Linked DNA regions of Mus musculus: regions 2 and 3 are each linked to region 1. The links are chromatin contacts, called in public HiChIP or PLAC-seq and promoter capture Hi-C maps. All regions are on one chromosome and are shown on one strand. The core of a region is the stretch at or near the end of the contact, and the rest is flanking DNA. Distances in the headings are between cores, read along the strand shown.

Region 1 (5,123 bases), core at 1,724-4,223:
CACTGTTCTCTACCTTCAGTGCCAGGCTTCTCATTGTTATTGTTTAACATGAGGTCTTATGTAACCTTGGCTGGCATGAAACTCACTGTGTGATGCAAGCGGGCCTCAAACTCAGAGTGGTCCTCCTGCCTCAGTCTTCCATTATAGGCATGCTGCACCCCACCCCACAGAGTGCTCACCTGTCCTGGTTTTCCTCCCAGTATCCTCTCTTCCCCAATACTGAATGGCTCCTGGCAGCAGCCAGCAACGAGCAGGGCAGCTGCTCTCCACACCCCAGGGCAACTTGTCTCTCTTTCTCCCCTCTACTCCCACCTCTTGCAGAATCCAGGCCGCCAGATGGCCTGAACAGGCTGTGTTTACTTGGAGCCCTGGAAATGTACAGCTTCCTTTTCTACGACTGTGGGTCAGGCTGGAGCCCACCTCGGAGCAAAGCTGCCATGGGACCGCTCTGATTTTATTATTCATAATCCACAACCCGAATGGATGCCTGGGCTTGCTCCCCGGAGCAGCATATTCCAGTCACTATGGAAACGGCTCAGCTCCCTCAGAGGTTCTGGGACTAAGTCAGTCAGGGAAGGACCCAGGAGACTCCTTCCGAGCCAGAGCCCCAAAGGAAGATGTCAGTTGCCAATCCTTGGAGTTCACGGAGTGCCTGGGGGCTGGTTTATCTTTCCAATAATGTAGAGACTGTAAAGGCTTGCTTCCATGACAGTTTCCTGTCTCAATGAGCCAGTGTCTCTGGGGAATACTTCAATTGTCCCAGGGGTGTATGTTTGTAGGTGATGATACGGTCTCAAAAAAAAAAAAAAATCAAGCTCTTCATTATGAGTTAATCACAAGCATTACTAACAATTACTAACATTTATTGACATCTATTTTCATTTATTCACAACCTCAACCAAGGAACTTAGCCAAGGATTAGACACCTTCAAACACTTCTTGTCTTACTTGTAGCCTTAGCATTCCAATTTACTGCCTTAACACCACTATGAAACAACCCTACTTAGCCTGCAGTCTTCTGAACTCTGTACCTACTTCTCCAGTTTGCTTTTTTTTTTTTTTTTACTTTTTTAATGATTTATTTATTTTATGTATAAGAGTACACCAATGCTCTCTTCAGACACACCAGAAGAGGGCATCAGACCCCATTGCAGATGGTTGTGAGCCACCATGTGGTTGCTGGGAATTGAACTCAGCACCTCTGGAAGAGCAGTCAGTGCTCTTTAACCACTGAGCCATCTTTCCAACCACCTCCAGTTTGTTTTTAGTGGCTAGAAGAATCCACTATGCTGCTTCTTAAAGCTTGAGGAGGGAAGATGCCTGTATTTAGAACCACTTCCAGTGATCTGCCTCCCATCCCTGGCTGGGTATAAGCAAAGCCATTCATCACAACTCTCACATGGGTGTGAGTGGCTTATAAGGCTGTTTTGTAGATAAAAACAAAAAACCTGAAGTTGATTCAACTTGACTGAAACTCAACTTACAAAAATGAACTGCTGCTGGGCATAGTAGCACTTGCCTTTGATCCCAGCAGTCAGGAGGTAGAGCAGGTGCATCTTTAAGAGTTCAAGGCCAGCCTGGTTTACAGAGCGAGTTTCAGAACAGTCAAGGTTACACAGAAATACTGTCATGAGGAAAAAAAAAAAGAAGAAAAAGAAAAACCAAACCAAAGAACAACAAAAACGTGAACTACCATGAAATTCACTTGACCCACAGTCGTGGTATGTCTGTGATGTGACACACTCTGCATGTTTGGGATACAGCAGAGACCTTACATTCTAACTTGGAGACAGGCAATATGTTAGAACATAAGACTGGGCCTTGGAGTAGTGGTACAAATCTGAACACCTGTGAGGTGAAGGCAGGAGGGTCAGGAGTTCAAGACTAGTCTGAGCTAAATAGGTTGAAACCCTGTCTCAAAACACAAGCAAAAGACAGACCTGGTTGGGTAAGCTTTTAATACCAATGCTCTGGACTGAGAGGCAGGCAACCTGCTGTATATAGTGAGCTCCAGGCCAGCTAGGGCTACATAATTGAAACCTGCCTAAATAAATACCACAAAACCAACCCTTAAGCTCAAAATCGAACACACAAAGATTGGTTGACTGTCTATCCACTCATCTATCTAAAGCAAGTTAGGAATGTGGCTCACACTGAACAAGGGATAGGAAAGGGCAGGGAAAGTCCGAGCTTAGCAGGTAAGGTCGTCCTTGCTGTATCTAGTTAGGTTGCTCAAGGGTCCAGGGAAGGAGAACAGACTCAAAAAAGAGAAAAGGGTGTTTCTAGGATGCTAGATCCAGTGTTTGTTTATGTATTTATGCATTTATATATTTGTTTACATACACACACATTTAAAATGATTTTTCCAAGACAGAGTTTCTCTGTATAGAAGCCTCGGCTGTCCTGGACTCACTTTGTAGACCAGGCTAGCCTAGGTCCACCTATCTCTGCCTCCCAAGTGCAAGGATTAAGGCCTGGCCATGTATGTATGTATGTGTGTATGTATGTACTATTATTATTTTTTTTTTATGGTTTTTCAAGACAGGGTTTTTTTTCTGCATAGCCCTTGCTGTCCTGGAACGCACTCTGTAAACCAGGCTGGCCTCGAACTCAGAGATCCACCTGCCTCTGCCTCCCAAGTGCTGGGATTAAGTGCCACCACGCCTGGCCATGTATGTATTATTTTTATGACAGGGGCTATGTGACTAGGTTAGGCTCTCATCTGCCTTAGCCTTGAGAGCAGTGCTGGGACTGCAGGTGAGCACCGCTCAGTCAGACCCATACAGGAATCTTTTTAAGAAAAATCTCCCGTAGGTGGTCTCTATCTGCCGGTCAACCTCTACCAGATGTCAGCTGGGTGCGCACCACTTCCCACCATCACCGCCAAGGTGGACAGCCCGGAGCCCGAGAAACCCGGCGGAACTTAAGAGCCAGCTCAGCCAAGGCTGGCGGACCGCCGGAAGAGTGAGCACCGGAAGCGGTCCTGGGAGGTGAACATGGCGACCGCCTGGGGCCTACGCTGGGGCCTGAGCCGAACTGGAACGTTGTTGCTCGCGCCGCCCGCGCGCTGTGCTCGCCGGGCTCTGCACAGACAGGTAGACGGCACCACGTTCCAGAGCATCTACAGCCTGGACAAGCTGTACCCCGAGTCCAAGGGCGCGGATACCGCCTGGAAGGTCCCGGTGAGCCGAGAAAGGCGGGACGGAAAGGGCGGTTCCTCCCGCTGCTAGGTGACGCGAGGAAGCCGGGCGGCTTGCAAGGTTTTGGTTGCCCCAGGAGGAACTGATCGCCCTAGTAACCCGGCCGGAGGTGCGGGATGTGCTGGGACTGTAGAGTGTGATTGCAACCCTCGTGGCTCGGGTAGTGCAGACCCTGGGAGAGAGCCGCCACATACGCGTCTTTCTAGATCGTTAGTTTGTCCACGTTTGCTTCCCGGCCTTCAGGCTCACATTATATGGGAAGATGTGCATTATGGACCTTGAAAGTAGTAAAACCTGAGATCCGCAAGTTGGGACGTTACCCAGTCTTTTGACCCTAGTAACGTTAGGAAGCCTGAGACAAAGCTGGTTTGGTCCCTAAGGGTCCATGTTTAGCCTGCGTCATGTAGTGGTACTGCGTGGGGCCTGAGCAGGAAAGAGAGCATCTATTGAGCTGCACCTGTAGGATTGAAAGAGCATCAAGTATTTTCATTCATCCACTCGCACCTCATTCAGCAGACATCTTTTGAGAGCATGCTGTTAGCACAGTGCTAATTTGGGGCAGAGAGTAGTAAAACAGAAATCCTAAGGCTGTAAAGCTCGTATACTGGAGGGCGACAGACAAAAATAAATGAATAAACCCAAGTAACACTAAATATGATACTTCAGAGATAGTAAGACTCAGAAGGCAAAGGTGAAGCTAGAGATAATAACAGTTGTAGGTTTGTTGTTTGTTTGGACAAAGGATCTCATGTAGCCTAGGCTAGACTCGAACTTGCTACATAGCTGTGGGTGGCTATGAGCTCCTGATCCTTCCACGTTCATCTCCCACGCGTAAAGATTACTGGCATGTATCACTGTACTGATACATGTTGTGAGAAAAGCTCTTTAAAAGCCCTGGATGATCTCTAGTTTGCAGTGATCTTCCTGCCTCTCAAGTACTGAGATTACAGGCATATACCAACAAACCCAGCTAAGCATTGAAGTTTTAGGTAGAGTGATCTGGGAAAAGCCTGGAAGAATGGGCCACAGTGGCCTGAATCTGTAACCCAAGCACTTGAGGCAGAGGCAGGAAAAATCAATTGGCTCATAGCCAGCCTGGATTATATGAGACCTTGTCACGTACAAAGACCTGGAAGGAAGACATGAGAATACTGGGGAGATGAGTGTCCCCAGCAGAGCAGGTGCAACCATTTCAGAACAGTAGCATGCTGGACAAGTGTGGCTGAGTGAGGCAGTTGAGAGAAGTGGGTGGAGCCAGGAATAGAATGATACATTTTAGTTTTACAAGATTGACTGCTACACAGTGTTACAGACAGAAGCCTGGAGAATGGCAACAGCTAGAATGTAAGTTAGGAGATTGCGGTAATATAGGTCACAGTAACATAGGCAAGACAGGATGAGCAGGCTGGAAGCAATAGGAGCCTTGAAGGTGATTAGGTCCTAGGCATCTTTTGAAGAAAGTCTAGAGGATTCTTCCCTACTGGATTGGAAGTAAACTGAGAACAAGCAGGGTCTGTGGGACTGTAGTGAGCAGAGGTTTACTGGAGCCCAAAAGTAGGGAGTCACCAGTATTAATGGCTTTTCCATCAGCTTAGAAGGATGAAATCGTCTGGGGGCGGGGGGCAGGGGTAAACGGGTATTCAGAAGAGGCCAGAGGAAACCTGAGGAGGGTGGCTTAGCAAAGAGGTGTCTTCAGAGAGAGCAGCATGAGCTGAGTGAGGTCTAGAGATCAAGTGATGAAGGCATGGAGAGGTGCAGATGGACACACTTGGGCTTGGAGGCCAGAGGAGCCCCCGGGGTGGGATTTGTTGCACTCTGTGGTCCTGAGGACTTAAAGTTGGAGGGTGCTGCTGCTGAATGAAGAGCTCGATGAGGGGGAGACCTGACATGAGGAGCTCAGTCTGACGCCAGCCCCCCAGGTGA
Region 2 (5,123 bases), core at 1,137-3,636, 730 kb before region 1:
GCTTAAACAAGCAGGTTGTAACCAGAAGTAAAGATCTTTCTGGAAGAGGTTTTTGCATATGCTGTGAGCTTTTTGGGGAGGCATGGGTTTTGTTTACCCCGGGGAGTGGGTGGGATGGGAGTGTGGTTGCCTGGGATTCCCAAGGGAGACAGTTTACAGCTTTGGGTGTTTTGTTTTTGTCCCCAGTTCATTTCTCAAAGGCTCCCTCTGGCTCCTAGGAGACTGACTTTGTCTGGCCTTGTGGTCTGCTGAAGGCACTTTTTCATGCAGCGCCTCCTACCCTGCCAATCCTGAGTCACTTAGGGTGTGCTTCTGCGGTCCAGGCTGGCTCCAGAGACTGAATAATGTCTTTGTGCCTTCAGGTGATGGGCTCACCAAGGCTGAGGGCCCAGCCTGCTCTTCAGTAGTACACTCCTGGTTGGCTTCCCTCACCTCTGCGTCAGCACACATCTGGAATGCCCTGGCACTGAGCTCTCCCTTGGTGGCCATGTATTTATTACTACTCCCTCTGACTCTGCACCAGGTTCAAAATTAACAGGGAAGTGAGCAGAGGCATCCTGGGGTCACTGAGGGCAGGTGTGCGGGACACCGGGCAGCACCTCCCTGCCCTCGGGATTCTGGCTAAGGCTGTATCTCTTGCCTGTGACTGAGGTTCAAGAGGGGCCTCTGGGAAGTTGCTTCACATTTCTCTGCTTGGCTACAGGGGTCTACATCAGGTCCTAAGGCTGAGGGCACCTAAGTCAGCCCTGTGCTTCAACTGCCCTCACTTCCCTTACAAGGTTCAGGCCAGCCTGGGCTACATTGTTCCAGGAAATCAGGACTATAGCAAGACCTGTCTTACTAGAAAAGACTGGGTGTAGGCCTATAAGTCTTAGCTGTACAGGGATGTGGGCTTTTCAAGTCCACAGAACATTTCCATCAACTCAGAAGCCGCTCCCCGACCCTGGCCACTGGGAAGCAGCCACAGCCCAGCCCGGCCCTTGCACTGCAGATCTTGGGGTTTCCTGACTGGATTCCCTTTCTCCCCTGCCCATTAGTCCCTCACCCCACAAGATTTCTACCCACCATGGAATCCTCTGGAGACATCAGCCTAACTGTTCCCTGTGGAGGCACCCCCCAAGCTAGCCACCCTCATGCCAGCTCAGGACAAAAGCACTGGACGTGTTTATAATCACCGAGGTTTAGAGCCTCCCCTCCCTACTAAACACGTGGAAAGACAGGAAACTGGAAAGAGACTTTGCTCATCACTAGGTGTCCTAGGCTCGGGAGGATTCCTAGACAATCCTGGACTAGCGAGACATCTGTGAGAACAAGGTGGGTTAGGGGGTTGATGGTGCCTCGGCTGTCCGGGGCAGATGTAGCAGCCAGGCTCTAGCAACTATAGAACAGAGCTGACTGTGAGAAGTCCTAGCGGCCAGGGAGCAGGGAAGCACTCCTAGCAAGGTTCTTTGATAGAGCAAGAGTGCCTGTTTTAGGGGCACCACAGCACCTAGTTAGAAATTCTCCCTGCCCTCTCTGGGGTCTCCTTTCCTTCCTCTGCCTGCAGCACTAAGCATCCTCCCTCCAGCTGGCTCCCCAGCGCTGTGCCCAACCAAGCCTGGCCCTGACTTGGCTCTCGAGTTTGCCACCTAACGTGTTGACTGGTACCTGCCCACCACCTACCTCCTGCTTAAGACCCTTGTGCAAGCCGGGCGGTGGTGGCGCACGCCTTTAATCCCAGCACTTGGGAGGCAGAGACAGGCGGATTTCTGAGTTCGAGGCCAGCCTGGTCTACAAAGTGAGTTCCAGGACAGCCAGGACTACAGAGAAACCCTGTCTCGAAAAACCAAAAAAAAAAAAAAAAAAAAAAAAAAAAAAAAGACCCTTGTGCTCCCAGCTTCAAGGCCAGGCTGCTCTACATAATGAGTTCCAGGACAGAAAGCATAGTGAGGCCCAGTCTGGGGAATAATTAATAATAATAATAGTAATAGTAGAATGAATTAGGGACTAGCCCAGCCTCCTAGGTAATGATTACTAATTATCCACTGGCTCTTTAGTCTTTTTTTCAAAATCTTGCCTTTTTTTTAAGATCAGGTCTCACATAGCCCAGGCTGGCCTCCAACTCATAACAGACCTGAGGAAGACCTTTGAATTCTTGATCCTTCTGCCTTACCATCCTAAGGCACGCACCATCAAACCTGGGCCACTATTCTGATGTTGATAGCAAGGATCAGGGCATGTTTTTGAGCCCAATTTCTGGAGTGGGTGTGTGTGTCCAGGAATTGGCTCAAGAGGAGGGGTGGGGCAGGGCCCGAGGTGGGGGCGGGACCTGAGCAGAGCCTCGTGCATGGTGGGGCGTGTCCTCGCCTAGGGCTGGATATGGGGCGGGGTTTAGGCGAGGCGGGGCCGGGTCGCTTCCGAGCCGGGTAGTGGTGGTAGCGGCGTTGGCAGGGGCAGTGGACCCGCTGCAGCTTGTGCAAGCCATGCCGGCGGCGCGAGTGGAGTACATCGCGCCCTGGTGGGTCGTGTGGCTGCACAGCGTTCCGCACCTCGGCCTGCGCCTGCAGCGAGTAGACAGCACCTTCAGCCCCGGCGACGAAACTTACCAGGAGGTAAGCCCATGAGCCGAGCCACGGAGAGGGACCCTTAGAGTGAGAGCCAGAGCCGGCCTGCGCTCGCCCAGGTCCCACTCCTTTCTCTCTTGCCTCGGCATCCCGCGCTCTCCGCGCTTCTCAGACCCCCTTGGTCCCCATTTGGGCCCTCTCAGCTCTCCCGGGTTCCTTGGCCGGGACGCTCGACCTAGCTGGAAATCTCGGAGTTGGTAAAGCTGGAAACACTGGGGAAGAAGAGGAAGGACGCGGAGGCTGCGCTCGGGTGGCGGGGGCTGAGCCTTCCAAAGACTTACAGTGGGGGTGGGGCATCTGAATCGGCGTGACTGGCGGCCGAGGTGTGTGGGTGCTTAGAGGTGCTGCAAAGTTCCCCTTCTGAGACTCCCGACACCAGACGATTTCTCTCCCGGCCCTGATGGCCTGAGAAAAAGTTTAGGCAGAAACCGACTTGAGTCTCCGGAGTCCTTTGCGCTCCTTTCCCCAGCCCCAGCCCCAGCCTGAAGGGTAGCAGCCACTGCCAATACCTCTGCCTTGGCTTCTTCACAAAGGCTGCGGGGCTGAAAGAAGCGGCGTGGGTGACTAATCTCTTGGATGCCAAAACCCCACAGCTGTTGGAGTCCAGGATGGAAGGTGGCTTCAGATCCACCCCGTCTCGCACCACGTCCAGCATCTACCCCGTCTGTTCTGGTGTTCCTTCCCTATAAACTTCTAGGCTCTGAAATTCTGAGGTCTTGGTTCCCGGGCCAGCTACCCTCCTTATCTTTATACTTCTTAACTGTCCCTGATGAAGGGGGACGTTCCCTTGCGGGTTTGGAGGTCAGGTCCAGGCTTCTGACCTCCTTTCCAGACCCTGCAACGGTCTCTCAGCAGATCTCAGCCGCGGTTAAACCCACGGCGGCCTCTGCGGCCCGGCTGAGTCAGTTCCCTCTGCTGGGTCAAAGATTCAGGGGCTGAGGCGACTTGGGAGGAGGCCCATTATTAGTTCAGAGCACTGTGCTCATGTTGGACTTTGACCTGCAGTGGTTGGCACGGTGTCCTAATCTCCATAGTGGGGCATCTGGCTGAGCAGGGCTTCTCTAGACTGCCCAGGAGTGGCTTCTTGTCCTCCCAGATTGTCCTCGTTCTGAGGCCAGGGGCTCCCGAACCGTGTGCTGTGCTCTGCCCAAGAAGAGCCAGTACCCCAGAGTCTAATTATAACTTTCAATGGCTCTACTACTTGCGGGCTTGGGCTGTTGGTTTCTGTTCTTCTGGGAGGATGGGACCCCCTTTGTGCTACTGGAGGCACTGTCAGCCCTAGGCACTGCAGCCGCCCCCGCCCCCCCCCACCCCCGACCCCCCTCGCCCCCCCAGTCTTGTCTGGCCCTGGAAGGAAGACTTGTTCCCTGAGGCCTGGTGGCTACTGGCAAAGCACCAGGGAGTCTTCCTTCAGCTAATGCTTAAAAGGGGACGGATATGGTTTCCGAACAGCTGTGTTGGGGGTGTGGAGAGAGCCCTGGGTCCCAACCATATTTTCTCCTCTCTCCTGGAAGAAATCTAGCCCCTCAGCTGGGTCAAGGGACCTCTGGCTTGGAAGGGGTTGACTCGGGCTCTCCCTCACCCCCACAGCCTGAGCCTGACCCCACCCACCCCAGTCTAGGGATAGGCAGGTGTGTGGTGCTGGTGAGTCCCACTCATGGTCCTTGCTCCCAGGGTCCTGACCCCCAAACCTTTTGCTCCAGTTCTTTCCCAGGACAACTGCGCCTGCCCCGCCCCTGCCCCCATCCTAGTTCAGCTAGTAATAGCAAAGCCCTGGGAGATGAATGTGGTGGGTCTTAATGGCTGTCTAGCATTGGGTGTTACTTAATTAAAGCTACTCCTAGTTCGTTAAGTCTCCGTGTTGTCTGACCAGGGGTCTCTTTCCACCTGAGCAGCTGGTTAGTTCACAAGGTCGCCTTCTGTTGGAAGTGGTCTTGGTCCTCTGCAAACTTAATTTGGGACTGAGTGTTGTGCTAGGGCCTGGGTGGCATACAACAAGGGTAGCAGTGGCTGAGGTGTTTCTGAGGTGAGGATTGTCTGAGGCAGGGGCATTGCCCTTCCACTGGTGGAGTTGAGTTCCAGTCCTATGGGTGTGTGGCCACAGGCAGATGGAAATTTTTCTCTCATCTCTGTGTATCCATCCCATGAGTTATTCTGCTGAGCATTCACAGTAAGGACAATACAGGACCCATTGATGCCATCATTAGACAAATGACCCTGAGATGATGGGTGTCTAACTAAGGACAGGGCCCTGTAAAATAGAGAGGAAGAGAGCCGAAGACCCTGAGCAGGGGGGAAACTGAAAAATGCATTCGAAAGTCACAAACAAAGTGGACTTTAAGGCGTGTGTGTGTGTGTGTGTGTGTGTGTGTGTGTGTGTGTGTTTGTGTGTTTGTGTGTGCCGGGCAGTGGTGGCGCACACCTTTAATCCCAGCACTTAGGAGGCAGAGGCAGGCGGATTTCTGAGTTCGAGGCCAGCCTGGTCTACAGAGTGAGTTCCAGGATAGCCAGGGCTACACA
Region 3 (5,123 bases), core at 1,017-3,516, 600 kb after region 1:
TGCATGCTCCCTAGCATCTCCAGGAGCCAGTGATGGATCTGGGGCCAGGCTGAACACTGGTGGTCCCCCTTAAGTACTGTCCCTGCCTCCAGGACCCATTGGACCTATGAAGAAGGTGCTCGTGGACAACCCCAAGAACCGGATGCTGCTCATTGAGAATCTGCGAGAATCCCAGCCATACCGATACACGGTTAAGGCGCGCAATGGGGCAGGATGGGGACCCGAGAGAGAGGCTATCATCAACCTGGCTACACAGCCCAAGCGGCCCATGTCCAGTGAGTGACAGGCAAGGGTGGAGTTTGGGGACAAGAGGCCATGGCTAGGGTCCTGGCTTACTTCTTTCTGCCCTGCAGTCCCTATCATCCCAGACATCCCCATAGTGGACGCCCAGGGTGGAGAAGACTACGAAAACTTCCTTATGTACAGTGATGACGTCCTGCGGTCCCCAGCCAGCAGCCAGAGGCCCAGCGTTTCTGATGACACTGGTGAGTGAGAACCCACCAGAGAAAGGTGGGGGTCCCTGGCGGGGCTGTCCCTGGTACCCAGAGAGATCAAACAAGCCAGCGACTGCTGGCATGGAGACTAAGAACAAAAGTGCCTTCTCATGGTTCTGAAGGGACAAAACTGCTGAAGGCTACATGTCAATATGTGTGTGCCTGTGTATGTGAGCGTATGGACGTCCACTTCGGGACTCTGACATTCCCGGGCTGGAGCATGTACACACAGGACAGCTTTACAACCTCCTGAAGGTTCACCTGCTGTGCTAGGTCAGGAAGGACACTCAGGCCACCTCCCAGAGGTGACTTTAGCCTTGATAGAGAAAGGAGGGGGAGCCAATAAGGTAGACACCCCCCCCCAACCCCGCTCTCTTCATTTTCCCTTGATTTCTCACACAATGTGGTACAAAAAGAGCCCTTAGCTGGGACTCCTCCTACTCCAGGGTTTGAGCTGGCTGTGCTGTTAGATGACTCTGAGTCTCTCATCCATCTCAGAACTAACTGGCCTTCAATTCTGTGAAATGAGATACAAACCACACAATGCCATCGGGAAGAAAGAAGTCCCTTTCTGAGTCTAAGGCCGGGGTGGGCACAGTCAGTCGTGAGCAGAGCTTGGCATGCTAAGTTGCTTTTTTTTTCTTCTTCTTCTTCTTCTTTTTTTCTTTTTCTGGTGTTGGGAAGGGTTTGAGGCAGGGTCTTGCTAGATTAAAACCCTGGCTGACCTTGAAGTTCTTACCTGTAAACCAGACTGCCCACAAATCTACAGCTAGTATCTAAACTACAGTTTTAAGAACCAGGAACCTCTGCTAAGATACTACTAGCACCCTAGGGCTTCTACGGCTATTCCAGGAAAACAGACAGGGGTGAGATTACTTTCCTTTGTACAGAAAGGAAACAGGCTCAGAGCTGATAAATAACCAAGGAAACTTCACGCTGGGAGGCAACGTAAGGCTTTCCCATGACTCCCGCAGCAGACCGGCCTTTGTGTCTCAGTAGAGGCCAAACCCAGTTTATCTGGAATGGCTGGAGCAGGCCAAGGGTTTTTCTTGTCATCTAAAGGGATACCCATACCCCTGGACGCCGCGTAAGTGCCGCAGGCCACCTCCTCCTCCTGACCCTCCCCGGCGGTGCCAACGCGGCCCTTCGTTGTTCCCAAGGCTGCGGCTGGAAGTTCGAGCCTCTGCTCGGGGAGGAGCTGGACCTGCGGCGCGTCACGTGGCGGCTACCCCCGGAACTCATCCCGCGCCTGTCCGCCAGCAGCGGGCGCTCTGACGAAGACGGCAGCGTTGCGGGGGGCGTGGAAGGGGAGGGCAGCGGCTGGATCCGCGGGGCTACGCCCCGACCCCCGGGAGGTGACCGCCTCCCCAGCCGCGCCCGCCTCTGGGGCCCTAGGCTCAATTGAGTTGGCTCACAATTTTGGTCACGCGGCCCACTAGAGTGCCCTGCCCGCCCAGAGTCTGTATAACTGCATTCAGACAAGCCCGGGAACTCAAGGGCGCCATGGGGAAGCGCTTGGGCTCTCCCCAACGGAGGATAAGGGCAGAGCTTCCAAGAAGCCAGAGTCCCTGCAGGGGAGTGAGCCCTAGCTGGGCTAAGTGCTCGGGTGGAGGACAGCATGGCGCAAGGAGACAGAACTGAAAGATTCGTGTGGTCTCCTGTTTGCCTGCGGGAACCCAGGGTCTTGGTAGTTTAAGGCTGCCCTGTGCAACCCCGGGGCCACCTCCTGCCCCATGTGGCCTGTCATCTGCTGTGGGCCTCACTGAATGACCTCTCTCCCCACGCAGAGCACCTGGTGAATGGCCGGATGGACTTTGCCTATCCAGGCAGCGCCAACTCCCTGCACAGAATGACTGCAGCCAATGTGGCCTATGGCACGCATCTGAGCCCACACCTGTCCCACCGAGTGCTGAGCACGTCCTCCACCCTTACCCGGGACTACCACTCTCTGACACGCACAGAGCACTCCCACTCAGGCACACTTCCCAGGGACTACTCCACCCTCACTTCCCTTTCCTCCCAAGGTGAGTGACCCCTGCCTGGCCCGTTGACCTTCCTACACTTTAATCCCTAGACAGCCACCAGCCAGTTACCCATACCTGTCTCACATACACACACACACACATTCTCATTCTTGTCTTGTCCTGCCCTAGGCCTCCCTCCTATCTGGGAAGATGGGAGGAGCAGGCTTCCGCTGTCCTGGACTCTTGGGTCCTTGAGCCGGGCTCACATGAAGGGTGTGCCCGCATCCAGGGGTTCACCAGACTCTATAATCCTGGCCGGGCAGTCAGCAGCACCCTCCTGGGGTACAGGTAGTACAGGGGGTGGTCACCATGGATCCATGGCTGTCACGCTCCATTTGTCACCCAGCTACCATCACAGCCTGTGCCTGTGCACTCCCTCACTGCTTCATCGCATACAGAACTCCAGTTCACCCACAGGAGCTAACCACTGCCCTGCCTGCCCACCCCCATCAGTGCTGAAGCCTAACACATCTGCCCTCCTGGGGTATAAAGCAAAAGAGCTGGGCAAGGCGCAGGGCCAGTTGTAGAGGGGATGGACTGAGGAGACTAGCAGACTCAAGGGGAAGTGTAGAGCAGCCTGGACAGGTTAATGTGAAGCCATAATATGACTGGAGAGGCAAGCACGGGGTAGACTGTAGCTCATCTCAGACCACAAACCCGGTCTTGGACTAACCGTGGCCTTCAATAATCCAGATTCCCGTGGGGCTGTGGGTGTGCCTGACACACCCACTCGGCTGGTGTTCTCTGCCCTGGGGCCCACGTCTTTGAAGGTGAGCTGGCAGGAGCCACAGTGTGATCGGATGCTGCTGGGCTACAGTGTGGAATACCAGCTACTAAACGGCGGTGAGGCATAGTGACTGTTGGCTGTCATGTCTTGTCTCAGTTGGGCCAGGACCCCTCCAAATCAGTTGCGGCTTCATCCACTCCCCTGGGCCTTTACTATCCATTTCTTAAACGAGGTTTTACTTAATGGGGCTTTGTAGACCTAGGGCCTCTGCTAACTGGAATAGCCTTGTAAGAACAGGGAAACGGCAGAAGAGGGCAGGCTTTGCCCGGAACCCCCCAGTGGGACTTCTTACATGTTAAGTAAAGGCTCTACCAGCAACCCACCATAGTACACTGTACCAAACCTGAGGTGTTGATGGCGGCCGAACAGGAGGGAGGGATAAGAAGGGCGAGAGTTAAGGTGGTCTGTTTCCTATCCTCACTCCACCTCAGGCGAGATGCATCGGCTCAACATCCCTAACCCTGGCCAAACCTCGGTGGTGGTAGAGGATCTCCTGCCTAACCACTCCTATGTGTTCCGGGTACGGGCCCAGAGCCAGGAGGGCTGGGGCCGAGAGCGAGAGGGTGTCATCACCATCGAGTCCCAGGTGCACCCGCAGAGCCCTCTCTGCCCCCTGCCAGGTGAGCCAGTCTGCCCCCTGCTGCTGCCCCACTCCCCATCCACCAACGACCCGTCCACTGACACTCTCCCTCTGCTGCCTCCAGGCTCAGCCTTCACTCTGAGCACCCCCAGCGCCCCGGGACCGCTGGTGTTCACTGCCCTAAGCCCAGACTCCCTGCAGCTCAGCTGGGAGCGGCCGAGGAGGCCCAATGGAGATATCCTTGGCTACCTGGTGACCTGTGAGATGGCCCAAGGAGGAGGTGCCAGCTGCCCTGGAGATAAGGTGGTTGTGGGGGGTGGGTGGGAGGGAGGCACCACAGGATCTGAAGGCGTCTTCCCTATGCAGCACCAGCCAGGACCTTCCGGGTGGACGGAGACAACCCTGAGAGCCGGTTGACTGTACCTGGCCTCAGTGAGAACGTTCCTTACAAGTTCAAGGTTCAGGCCAGGACGACCGAGGGCTTCGGGCCAGAGCGTGAGGGTATCATCACCATCGAGTCTCAGGTTGGAGGTGCGCTGTCCCCAGTCCTTACCCCGGTCTCTCTGGAGCATAACACCTTTGCATAACACCATCCTGACTGACGGATCTGCCTGTTCCAGGCCCCTTCCCACAGCTGGGCAGCCATTCTGGGCTCTTCCAGAACCCAGTGCAAAGCGAGTTCAGCAGCGTGACCAGCACGCACAGCACCACGACTGAGCCCTTCCTCATGGGTGAGTCACCAAGCCAGGGGACCCCGACTCCTGGGAACGGCCAGTGCAGAGGAGCTGGGACCTGTACTCCACCCTTCTCATCCCTTCCCTTGCAGATGGTCTAACCCTGGGGACCCAGCGCCTGGAAGCAGGAGGCTCCCTCACCCGGCATGTGACCCAGGAATTCGTGACCCGGACCTTAACGGCCAGTGGCTCTCTCAGCACTCATATGGACCAACAGTTCTTCCAAACCTGAACCTCCCCCGCGCCCCAGCCACCTGGGCCCCTCCTTGCCTCCTCTCCTAGCGCCTTCTTCCTCTGCTGCTCTACCCACGAGCTTGCTGACCACAGAGCCAGCCCCTGTAGTCAGAGAGCAGGGGTAGGTGCTGTCCAGGAACCATAAAGTGGGTAGAGGTGATACAAGGTCTTTCTGACTGCATCCCACCCTGGGTCCAATCCCACATGTAACCAAAAAAAAAAAAAAAAAAACCAAAAAACAAAAAACTGGAGCTGGCACAAGTCCCCAGC

Evidence for each region. Promoter capture Hi-C pulls out the DNA fragments that hold promoters and counts their contacts. HiChIP or PLAC-seq counts read pairs in DNA pulled down with a chosen protein or histone mark.
Region 2: a contact with region 1 is called in a FOXA1 HiChIP or PLAC-seq map of pancreatic cancer cells. The contact joins the promoter of Ttyh2 here to the promoter of Mrpl58 in region 1. A contact is called at or near these places in 1 of 484 Hi-C or Micro-C datasets (the G1E-ER4 cell line), 1 of 115 datasets of contacts at active chromatin or transcription factors (pancreatic cancer cells) and 1 of 9 other capture datasets (pancreatic islet).
Region 3: a contact with region 1 is called in a promoter capture Hi-C map of liver, with 2.4 times the contacts expected there. The contact joins the enhancer-like site here to the promoter of Mrpl58 in region 1. A contact is called at or near these places in 4 of 39 promoter capture datasets (cranial neural crest, liver, maxillary cranial neural crest and 1 more), 3 of 115 datasets of contacts at active chromatin or transcription factors (double positive thymocytes, memory CD8 T cells and pancreatic cancer cells) and 1 of 9 other capture datasets (liver).

The regions. Positions count from the first base shown.
Region 1 is chr11:115,400,779-115,405,901 of GRCm38.p6, forward strand. It overlaps Mrpl58 (mitochondrial ribosomal protein L58), which reads left to right and starts at 2,974. Exons shown (of 6, transcript NM_001347645.1): 1 at 2,974-3,182. The coding sequence starts at 2,997. It overlaps Gm32013 (a long non-coding RNA gene), which reads right to left and starts at 475. Exons shown (of 3, transcript XR_880312.3): 1 at 1-475.
Region 2 is chr11:114,673,082-114,678,204 of GRCm38.p6, forward strand. Ttyh2 (tweety family member 2) reads left to right here and starts at 2,387. Exons shown (of 14, transcript NM_053273.2): 1 at 2,387-2,591. The coding sequence starts at 2,463.
Region 3 is chr11:116,003,250-116,008,372 of GRCm38.p6, forward strand. Itgb4 (integrin beta 4) reads left to right here. Exons shown (of 40, transcript NM_001005608.2): 31 at 93-275; 32 at 354-485; 33 at 2,282-2,518; 34 at 2,648-2,806; 35 at 3,212-3,361; 36 at 3,737-3,925; 37 at 4,010-4,165; 38 at 4,252-4,416; 39 at 4,506-4,616; 40 at 4,712-5,123. The coding sequence ends at 4,851. It overlaps Galk1 (galactokinase 1), which reads right to left. Exons shown (of 8, transcript NM_016905.2): 8 at 5,108-5,123. Among named protein-coding and RNA genes, the nearest start is that of Galk1, 6.9 kb to the right of the region's middle. Within about 2 kb of position 2,267, at least 186 of the 459 cell types and tissues checked have an H3K27ac peak or open chromatin away from gene starts, as enhancers often do. A contact at or near this core is called in liver and memory CD8 T cells, where this site is marked.